Linked DNA regions of Gadus morhua: region 1 is linked to region 2. A link is a contact called in public Hi-C data. All regions are on one chromosome and are shown on one strand. The core of a region is the stretch at or near the end of the contact, and the rest is flanking DNA. Distances in the headings are between cores, read along the strand shown. Region 1 holds the start of meis2a (Meis homeobox 2a). Region 2 holds the start of cdin1 (CDAN1 interacting nuclease 1).

What was found. A called contact is a pair of places that touch in the nucleus more often than the background predicts.
Region 1: a contact with region 2 is called in a Hi-C map of heart, with 5 times the contacts expected there. The contact joins the promoter of meis2a here to the promoter of cdin1 in region 2. A contact is called at or near these places in 2 of 6 Hi-C or Micro-C datasets (gill and heart).

What each region holds. Positions count from the first base shown.
Region 1 is chr5:16,085,818-16,091,685 of gadMor3.0, reverse strand. meis2a (Meis homeobox 2a) reads left to right here and starts at 3,715. Exons shown (of 11, transcript XM_030356219.1): 1 at 3,715-3,931; 2 at 4,262-5,110; 3 at 5,670-5,868. The coding sequence starts at 5,099.
Region 2 is chr5:15,911,279-15,917,243 of gadMor3.0, reverse strand. cdin1 (CDAN1 interacting nuclease 1) reads right to left here and starts at 2,708. Exons shown (of 12, transcript XM_030356754.1): 1 at 2,610-2,708; 2 at 2,253-2,371. The coding sequence starts at 2,353.

The DNA.
Region 1 (5,868 bases), core at 2,466-4,965, 170 kb before region 2:
TCCAGGACTATTATTTAAGAAATGGATATAATTGCATGCATTTACACATAAGCACTCTTTCCAAAAATGTAGCAACCATAGTGGTCCGAATTATTTGTAGGTTGTAATCGGCACGGGGCTCTTTTTCGTTAAGGTTAGATCGTTTAGAGTATGTTGTAGATCTGTTTAAGCTATTTTCAATATCTTGACATATTTTATGGTCATGTCATAATTCCTAGGGGCTACAATTTCATTTTTATCAACCACGGCCTTGCAATAGTGGTTTAAATGCTTAACGTTGCTTTGACTTGTCAGATGTTTATCGACACCATTAAAATCCCATCCTATTGACAACTGTAAACTCCAACTTAAAGTAAAATAAAAATAAATGTCTTATAGGCCTATTGGATACATTTTTTGCCAATAATATCTAAAATATCCCATTTATTAACTATGTATATCACAGCTGTAACAATAACATTAAAAATAAGGATCGAAAATAACCAATAAACCGTAGAAAAAAACACTAACATTATTATTCATTCGATTATTTGGGTCTACCTAAAAACAATTAACTGTCTCATTTGTGTGCCATAATCAAACGTAGCCTATATGTAGGCCTATTCAATTTGGTATTTTAAAATGCTATAGGCCTATATTAAAAACCCAATATATAACCCCTGTAGTCCTGATGATAATTATATAGTAATTCTATAGTAATCGTTTTGTATGTTCCGTTGACCAATTTGATATCTTGCGTTTGTTCGTCGCCCGCTATTTGTTTACTCCGCCAGGTGTCGCTGGAAGGCCGCGCATATGATGGTGCCTCTGCAAAGTCTTCCAATAGCCGATAGCACCAAGGAGAAAGCCAGTTACAGTTTTCTGTTCCCTCCGTTCTCCCTCCCACCCCTCCCTGACTAACCCTCTGACACCAGTCTCCGAGAATCGGTGGAGGGGAAAATAAGGCTTTGGAGCTGAAGAATTTACAGTTAGTCGTGAAACTTTTGTAAGTATTTGAGTTGCTCACTCCAACTTTCTGAAACGCTAGTCACATTTCAGTCGGAGGTCAAAGAGAGTTCAGGTGGCTGAAATCCTCGCCTTTCAATAAGAGGAAAACATAGAGGCAACATACAAATATAAAAATGACCTAATATAAATAATGATTTATATGTAGGCCTACCACTTTCATCCCATGTAGGTTACATTTTGATAATGGAATAGTAACTGTTGACTATACATAAGCTACAGTTCTTCTGAGCACTGAAATTACAGGCCTATACGGCTTTAACCCAAATGCAGTAGCTTACTCTACTTCTTATATTTAAATCGGCACACCCCTAACGCAAAGCAAAGAATGCTAGTTTCCTTTAGTATGCTTACCTCGCCTGTGATCTAGATCTAACCGAGGCTCTCCACATAGTCGTGTTCATTTACATAATCTAAAATAGCCTACCGGTGAAGGGCCAGCGAAAGAACAAAGTTACAAACGAGATTAAGTCGATTTTATTTGTCCCCGTGGTTCATGGACAATTGTTTCCCCAAGAGTGTTTAAGGTCACTAAGAGGATTTAAAACTCGTTTCATATCAGTGATCTTTTTGAAGGAATTAAACCAACAATACAACTCTCCATATCGGGCAACAGGCTTGCATAGAGAGAGAGGCAAACCTCAGGGCAACAAGGGCCAAGATAAGTCCTGCGAGTGTGTCAACATAGAGGGTTGACTTAGAAAATTGAAGTTTTTTTGGGGGGGTGTTGTTGGATTATACAGTGGGGCTTCTTAATATGCACCTTAAGGATGACATGGAGAGGATCTTTAGCCTCGTGCTTGTCTCCGTAGTGTTTTCCTTGAAATGGATCCCCTGTCCCCTAATGAATCCAAACGCAGCTGGCCTTGTCCCGCGCGGACACCGAGCGCTTTAACCCTAAAATGACCTCAATTTGACACCACCAGATGAAATTTTACCGCCTGTTAATGCCATCCTCCGTAGTGGTGAATGATCTACACGTTGACTCAGTTACGCGCGGAGTTACACTGATTTCTTTCTCCCTCCCATTCGTATACAATCGCATTGTAAAACAGACCATTGTGAATATAGTAATATAGTAGGCTAATGTAGTAGACTTTCCTCTATAATACAGAACTGGGGATTTTTTTTGACAGTTATCTATTGTATGCCTAATTTATTAGACGTCTTAATTAATACCAACTTGAATATTGTAGGCTATTTTTTCATTGGGAGTAAAAAAAAGTGTTAAATAGCCTACAAGTTAGAAGAACACATTAAAAAGGCGTTGTAGGCTACATGGACAACACACTACGTATACACTTTTTAGGCTCGATGTAATGCCCTTTTGCAATATATTTACGCGCATTGGTCATAGGCTGTTGTTTCCGGTAATTGACCACACGTTTTAGCAAAAGTAAAAACTTTTAATAATGCAACCCGTCCAATTTCTTGATGGGTGTTTAAGGGCACATAATACGTTTCTGGAGAAGCAAGCATCGGTTACGCATAATTAAGCGTTGCAATTTTCGCACGCTCTCTTGACTGTTTGCATCCGTCCTTTTGGGGGATAATTACATGTTTTCAAAATAAAAGCGAAACGATGTAGCATTTTTTCATGATTAATGTTTTATTTTTTTTATTTTCGCTCAAACATTTCAATATATTTCGCGGAAACTACATTTTACACACAAAAACACTGACTAAAACCTGAACACCCCAATAACACAGTTCAATTTAATAAAACAATTACAAAACTTCCCATTACACAGCGCAGTCAAGGACACCCAATCACGCGGAACTCACTTATAACCCCCACTCCCCCCCACCCCCCCATCACAATGGTTACGCTATACTACAGTAAAAGGGCTTTGGCTACTCACCGCTGGTCCCGAGGAGGAAAAGAACAAGCGTCAAACCGTTAGTGCACAAATCAATGTGAACGATAGTATTTAGCTTATAAAAATAGCAGGAGCAGTCTTCGGCAGCAGACACACACTGCTGGCTGCTGGTTGTGTTTACAGAGCGGCTCGGCGGTCAGAGCGCAGAGTGCTGAGGAGAGAGACCTGGAGACGGTGATCGCCACGGGGCTGTGCGCGCCGCGCTGTAGTTCCTTCTTGGGGTATTGCACGCACCAAATGTCCACACAGCCGTTTGTCAACCCTGCAGTCCTGCTTTTTTTGCTCGTGTGCCGGGCGTCTTCCCACCCCTTATGCCAGCAAACATAAGCGTTGTCACTGCTTCATTTATTAAATCTTTTTAATTGCTATTTCTGTTGTGCGGCTCGATAAACCATATGGCTTTTTTTTGGTTGTTGTTGTTGTGAGTTGGGGGGAGTTTGTTGACCCTCCGACGGCATCCAAACAACCCTGTTTTTTCTCTCCCTCTCCGTACATGTGTCTGGCTCATCATAAACCTTGGAGTACTTTGGTCGACTTTCCACCAAAAAAAAAATCAAGGATAGCCATAAGAGGATGCCTGTATGTGAAAACCTATCAATACGCCCGATGATGTCATCTACGCACAGGGCACACTATCGTTGATGAAGTTAAATATTAAAGGGGATAAATGGCCTGCTCCTGTGTTGTTCCTAAGAGCTGAGGGGGAAAATAGGGCTTCAGTGGAATCAATGGCCGGAGCGTTGCTCCTCCTCTAAACTTCAATCTCCTCACATGATTGATGGTCTTGGGGAGCTTTGATAATTGACTACTCCGAGGTAAGGCACGATTTCTATCAAGACAGGGGATTGGAGGAAAGAAAAACACAAAATTACTTCTCCACAAAAGCTTTCTCTGCCTGGAAAAGTTCATTCTAGGCTTAGAGGGGTGGTCCGTATTGTTTAATTTCCTTAACGGGCCATATAGCATAATTATCTGTGAGATTGGAAGGTATTGCTGTAGATAGCCTATTGCAGGCACACCGGCTGTAACCCCACTACAGATAACAAGTAAGCGTCATGCTCATAAATTAAACTCAAAATGCATCAGATACTTTTAATTTATGATGCTCATGGTTTATACCGTGTTCATTGCATGTAATCGGTAAGCTGGATAAAAGTTCGAATATTTGACTGCTAATCTCTAGCTACGAGTTGACCGTGCGTAAAACTTGGAAATCATCATGCTTAATACTGTTTTAATGTGCTTTTTATGTCATGTGAATTAGTCTCGGCTGTATTTATTCGACTCGGTATTATTAACAGCTGCAGTCTAAACACCCGCGCTGGTTAAAAAAAAAAAAAAAACTTCTTTATCTTGCGATTTCTGTTTTACTTCAGGAGTCTTTTCGACGAGAGGAATTGCTGGGGGAAGAAGAAGAAGAGGAGGAAGAAGAAGAAGAAGAAGAAGTGTTGTTTGGCTTTTCCCCCCGTGAAGAGTTGAAGCCGTCCTCGTCGTGCATACTCTGCATATCACAGGATTGGGTCTCTCCTCTCTCGTCGAGCTGCTGCAGGACTGGCTATGGCCACCACTACTTCCGGGATCCGTCATTTCATTCGCCCACCGATCAGCGCAGCGAACTGACTCTGTTCTATAAGCAAGCAAGCAGCCAACCTGCCAACACGCGCTGACACTCACTCATCTCAGACCGCGAGATAGACCAAATACCTACGGGGGGAAAAAGGAGGAAAGATCTGCAACTGCGATCCCTTAATTTCTTCTGATTTTTCTTTTTTTTTTACACTTACAATAAAACAACACAGCGATCCGGAGTGAGAGAAGGGGACGCGGACTTGCGGGATGAAAACGGGCTAAAAAGATTCATCTTCTCTTGAACATCATCACCAACCATCATTCATTCATTACCTTGACAACCTCTGGCTTTGATTGACAGCTGGAGTGGCAAAAAGCCATGAGACACGACAGTTTAGTTACATGCAGGTTGTTGATGGGCCGATTGTAACCTTCAGTTTGGCGCATTTTTTTCTTTTTTGAGGAAAGAGGAAAACAAGAAAAATTGTAAAACTCCTCATGCTACTACTTCAACTGAAGCACATTAGCGAATAGGAGAATTCGCAAAGTTGTTTGAAAGGGGAATCTTACTACTAAATCACTTTCCAACCGTACTGGGATATTAAATATTCGACACATTGAGGAGTTTATTGGAGGGCAGTCTGATGGCGCAAAGGGTAGGTTTTAAATCTCCAACACTTATCTATACAAATCCATTATAGGAAGGCCTCAGTATCGCTATCCTCTTGTCGGTGGGAGCTACTTTACAAAGTATTCGTAAGACAGTAGACCTATATTTGACATTTTTGCAGTGCCTTACTCTTCAAGCAAAGTGACAGCCTTTGCTTAACCGACTGCCTCTGCGTGTATCGTGGAGCACTTTCACAGAGGACTGCAAACTAATTCGGTGTTTTGCCAAAGTAACTCTCCTTCGGCGATAAAGAAGTTTACAATGTTTTTGGTAATGACAAATCTTTTGGATTGCATTGATTGTTTTAGCCATAGGTCTACTTTCTACTTTTAACAATGTACGGCGCAGCGAGAGGAATGTGGCTTATGCTCTTTATTTTTCTCCAACATCGCTAGAGTAAAAGGCAAAAGCAAACGAGTGTATTTCTTATATTCTTGGAAATTGTAAAAGCAACGTTTAATACAACAGCTGTGTATCTCTATCGGTTTTGTTCAAGAGTCGGTGCGGCGGTGGTTAACGCTTGGTTTGATGATTTTTTGTTCCAGTACGATGAGCTGGCCCACTACGGTGGGATGGACGGAGTGGGAGTCCCGGCGTCTATGTACGGAGACCCGCACGCTCCTCGGCCGCTTCCTCAGGTCCATCACTTGAACCATGGTCCCCCGCTCCACGCCAGCCAACACTACGGGGCTCATGCCCCCCATCCCAACGTTATGCCCACTAGCATGGGCTCCGCTGTCAACG
Region 2 (5,965 bases), core at 1,459-3,958:
CGCTGACTGCCTGCTCCTCATTGTAGCTGCAAGCAGCAGCCTGGTGCTAGTCGGGATATGGCTGCTGGGGAGAGGGCAAGGGAGAGAAGTGGCAGGGTTGGTGGGGAGGAGGGAAAGGGGAGGCAGGGAGGAGGGGGGGGAGGGTATTTGCATGCCCCTCCATTGTAAACGGGGGTAAAAAGTGACAGCACCGTGTCCAATTCTTTTCCCCTCTGAGCAGCTTGGGCCCTGCAGGAGAGGCCTGGCTGACAGATGACTCCCAACATCTGTGTTATGCAGGCGTTACAGATGAGGGACTACACATTGCACACCCTCTCTTTCTTTCTTTATCTATGCCATCCTCCCTTTTTCTCCTCCCACTATTCATACTTATGGCCATGGCAGAAAGACTGACAGACCTTCTGTGAAAATTAGCCTGAAAGGACATATCACCATCATTTGGTTCAAAGCATCTTGAGTGTCCCATCCAATTAAAGCAATGATTACAATGGCTGTGATTATGCTTAAGAAAGGTATATCAAAAGCAATACCATGACAAACCGATAAGTCCCCTCCACCGCATGAAACATGGCGCATCCTTCCTGACACCAGGACAGCTTCAGTTCAGCACTAGCAGACGCCATATGATAGATAGGCCTATGAATAAATATGTCCAGCGTCATCTGAAAAAAGTCTATCAGGATGATAAAAAATGTCAATACCCAGATATAAGTCTATTCTTCATTTTCATCAGATTTACCCCAAAAATTCCAGTAGCCATTTTTTTGTAGCAAGGCTGTTATTCCACCCCTTCCCACAACCAACTCTCCCCACCACCACCACCACCACCCTATGTCCCTTCAAATCGCCAGCTCAGGCAGGGCCAATATTTACGCAGTGTCGGGCAGAGCTCCCACGCAGTCCTCTTGGACAGGGGGGGTGGGTGGATGGAAGGAGGAGGGGAGCGAGAGGAGGGGGCCGGGGGTTTGGTTGACTGCCGTGCCTCGGCGCATGCTAAGAGATGATGGATGGCCTAGTCGATATGTTATGTCTTAAGAGCCTGATTTCCTGCCAGTCCAATCACAAACCCTCCACAGCCCAGCTCAGCTGATTGGACAACCAGAATAATTTTGCAGGCTGTGAAAACACTGCTGCTGTTCCTGTCCGTCAGGCCCGGTGACGAGGCTCGGGGATTTTAAAAAGAGCAGGGGCCTCCCAAAGATTGGTTATGGTGAACGAAATAATAACAATAACCGGCAAAACTAAACAACAGGGCCAGCACCCCCAGGAGATACTGATGATGCAGGATTATTGGAATGAATCTATTCTAAATGTTTTCCTTTCATCATTTCTTCAACCAACAGCGGCCTCCTAAGCTTCAGGGAAAGGTCTACTATTGGCCACAGGAAGTTTGCATTATAAACAAACATAAAGGGGAAAAGTTATTGCCCCGATTATGCGGATTCTTTGAAAAGCGGTGCCTATACGTCCCGCATATTGAATACACTTTGCACACAATTTTCTGCAAAATGCTGACAGTGAGAACAAAGGCAGGACCCAGGTAGCCTGTGTCCCCCCTTTGGGGACCTGATCGCTACTTGTAAAATGGTGATTAAGGCACAATAGAAGTAGGAAGCCCAGAATGCATGCGACTTTGCAAGTGACCTCAGCAGGATCAGCTGTGGTGTCCGGGTTGGCCTTGAGGGACTACACGTGTTCCATTCAATAAGGAGAGGGCCCTCAGTGTCAAGGAGAGGCACAAACACAGCCATTAACCCTGCACTTCGATTTCTTATTGTGCAGCATCTGCTTGGCGGAGCAGTAGGCAACAGCATGATGAACAATGCGATGAAATGCAAAAAAATAATAAAGTATAAAATTGCATTGTGAAATTTAGAAATAGGTCATTAAATACTTTTTGGTGGGACATAAAAATAAACAAGTGTAGCGCAATGAAAAACGATTATTAATATTAGCCATAATTGCAATAAATAATAAAATCGAGAGACTTAGCGATATAAATATGACAAAAATACATTTAGGAGACTACTACTAGTTTCATATATATATATAGTAAAAAATACACACGTGTTGTTTTTTGTTTTAATGAAACCATCCTTGTACACTATGCAGTGTGCCCCTAAGATTACATAACAGTTGCATGGTAATAAAAGCCCCCTTCCATCTCCTCTACTCTAGCCCGCCGGAACACAAGTGAGAATGAATCTGCCACTTGCAGCTGCTTTGAAAACGTACTTTTATTCCATACTTACTTTGGAAATCTATCCTTTAGTATCTTCATACACTGACGCGTAGGTCTGAGGTGCTCAGTGCATCGGACTATGTCTTTATGTTCGGCTCGAGATAGCCTCATCTTCGTGCAGTTCCGTGTCTGTTAAAGGTAAACAACAACATGACAGCTGATTGATTGCTAGGTTGTCAAAAGCAGCTGCGCCTACAATCGAAAGGTTGCTAATGCAGTCTAGCTTCACATCATAGCATAACTCTGGTTACAGTTCGCACACATTGCTACGTCTAGCCTATTTGATATTATAGCAAATAGGTATATTATGAGAAGATAAAGATACATTTTAAACAAATAATGTAAACAAGTAAAAAGCTTAATTTACCAGGGACGCACGAAATAATCCGTAACAGTTTCCTGATAGCTTCCCGCGAGGAAGTTGAAGGACAGGGTTTCCTAAGAGCAGTGCTCTGGTTGGTCGATTAGTCCGGGGAACTAAGCATAGCGGCAGGCAATTGGTTTGAGAGATAGATAGGGCGGAGTCCAGATCAACCATGCTATTCTACGGAACTGTTTTGATGCTGCACGGACTTCAATGTTTGCATGAATAATGCCTTTTATTTTCCAAAGACATAGAAAACCAAATCTGCCCAAAAAAGAAGCATGAAAGGACTCCTTTTTAAACTTTTTTTTTTGCGTGTAAGCACGCCTTCATATGCAGATATATCTATTTGCTATTTAGTCTGCATTTGTGTTAGTCTTGTTTGATTTAAATCTTTATACGTATTTATTCAGTTAATCATTTATATCGTTGAATCCATGCGTGTAGCCTAGCTTATCATCCGTGACCAAAATGAACAAAAGTTATTTCCTTTCAGATATGCATGCTATTAGGCTACCTAAACACATATATTTTTTGATTGTCCCTGCCCTTACATAATATTTTTTGACAGTTGAACATTACCTGTACATGTAAGTATCAATTTCCTCCCATTTTTATATCAGATCTGCTGTGTTTTTGTCTGTCTGTGTTTATTCAAATGCTGTATATTATAATGTATAAGTATAGCCTATTTAACTTTTTTGGGGAACAATTGTGAAATATTTATTTTAATGTTTTACAAAGAATACAGTCTTGTGTTTTCAATTAAAATGCAGTAGCTAAACTTGCATTGAGATTAAGATCTGTTTCTAATATCCACCAACTTAAAATGGCATGTAAATGTCTTTATCTCCTGTGTCTTCTGACTTGATATATTCATGCCCCTACATTGATAAGGTGATTGATGTCTTAGTAAGATTTTGGTTTCCATAACACACCAAATGTCTTTAAATAAATTCCCCTCATGCAATTTCCTAATCTTAGCTCAAAGTGAACTTACTCCCAATCAATTCAACTCGATCTGTAAATAATGAAATGTCTTTAAAAAAAAAAATAGAATTAATATAATTGATATACTTATATGTGTACGTAGTAGGTCTACATTTGATGACACTGTCTTTGTCTAAACCCGGCATGTATGAAAAGACTACTTCATAGAACAAAAAGAAAACGAAAATGACCCTCAATCTGACCCTGTGCTGTGTCAGAAAAATAGAGCTCCATTGTTGTCGGCCAGTGTAGTGTGATGTGTGTGATGAACTGAGCTCTGGGGTTGTGTATTCACCCACTACCACTCCCTGTCGTCTCGTTGGGTCCAGGGGTGCCCATTGCTGCGTGGCGGCCCACAAAAGGAAACTGTGTACTGGGGGGAGTATAAGCAGGGTGTAGGGGGGATTGGTATGACCAGATAATATCAGCGGTCCGACCGGCACTGCAGTGTGGTGTGATTGAAAGGTCTGAGGTCAGGGGAAGAGGGAACCGTTCACTCATCTAGGTATCAAAGGTTCAGTGGTGGAGGGGTGGCCGGGTGAGGAGGTGGGGGGGGTTTGGCAGGGACTGTGATTGTCTGTGTGTGTGTAATGTGTATAAAAGGATCAGTGTATGGTATAAAAAAGATACAAATCTGAAAAGGGGTTTGGTAATGTAATGTAATGGCTCTGAATGCGAGGGGGATCAGAGATGGTGGATTGTGTCTGCGTGTGTGTGTGTGTATGCATCTCCGTGTGACCTTATATGCAAGCTCACATGCATGCACCCGCACACACCACCACCGCATGAGTGAGTTAGCGGCCGTGTCTGCATTCAAATGCCAATGTGATCCACAGCAATACTGTGTGTGTGTGTGTGTGTGTGTGTGTGTGTGTGTGTGTGTGTGTGTGTGTGTGTGTGTGTGTGTGTGTGTGTGTGTGTGTGTGTGTGTGTGTGTGTGTGTGTGTGTGTGTGTGTGTGTGCGCGCGCACGCGCGTGCGTGCATCTCCGTGCGCATCTCCGTGCGCGCATGGGAGAGAGGTGACCTGAATAGAGCGATGGAGGAGGGGGTGGATGTTCGGGCCCACTGCAGCGAGGATATAGGTACAGAAAGAAAAAGGACAGATTGTGGGGTAAAGAGACTAGAGGGGAGCGCCTCAGAGCCTGTGTGTAAACAGGGCAGCGGTACGCGCAGTGCCGCTAACCAGCTGTGAAGCCTGCTCACAGTGGGAGACGCTTCCACAAAGGATGTCTCCCTCCGATAAGCAGAATATGAGGCGCTGATCTCTGCTCCGCTGCTCCCCACTCTCCATTGTAGTGCTAGGCACCGCGCCACTGCTAATGGCACTTGTATATATTATTATCTTGTATATGTTTGGTTATGTAGAGGACCTGTGATGCGCAGGACACATTCACATCTCCCCTCCAAGAGCAAGTAGTGTGTGTGGATGTCAGTGGGCAAAATGCATGACGTGTGTGTGTGGGGGGGGGGGGGCAAAGCATGGAGGGGTGTCGGTTGCTAGTCTTTCATCAAAAGTAGATTTGCGACCGGTCAAATCAGAAAATTTGTTAGGTTGCGTAACTTCCCGTCCACTTTGTGCTGTTGGAGAAAATTGCACACTCACACGTTAGTCGTCCCGTTGCAGTATCGAGTAACATACTTACTACATTACTACACAAAGAAGGCTCAGTTTTTCTCCTGTCTCACATTGGATTGTCAGCAGTGCTGCCATAATGTTATTTTTTTCTTGATGCAAAGGTGACTTCATTCCTGCTGCACTACAGAGTTATCCTCCAGCCTTTAGTGAGTCTGGATTCTCTGCTTTGAAAAGACACATGGGCTTAAACACAAGGCAAGCCATGACCAGGAAATACCAGTAGTATAAGCAACGTATCGTAATCATGCGTTACCCCTTTAAATGCCATGACTGACCCTGAAAATCCCACATCCCACATTTTACAGCAGTAGAGCCAGTACGCGTGTTTTTCACTCCAGCCTGCAAAGCATTTTTTTGCCATTGATTTTATTATCCTTTGATGAATTTAATTAGAGGGCATGTAATTAAATGCAATTGTTCACCCCCACGAAATGGGAGCAAACAAACACACACACACACACACACACACACACACACACACACACACACACACACACACACACACACACACACACACACACACACACACACCTATGCTCGTAAATTGCCTAAAACAACAAGTGTGGTTTGACAAAATTACTGGATTAATAGGGGATTGATAATATTTTGGGATTGTGTTTCACACTAAACGGCTGTGCTGGGAAACAAAGGCTGCACCCAGGCTCATTAATCATAGTCAACGGGTTGCCCGGCTGCAATTTGCATGACAGGGGTGGCAGCACATGCTGCTGC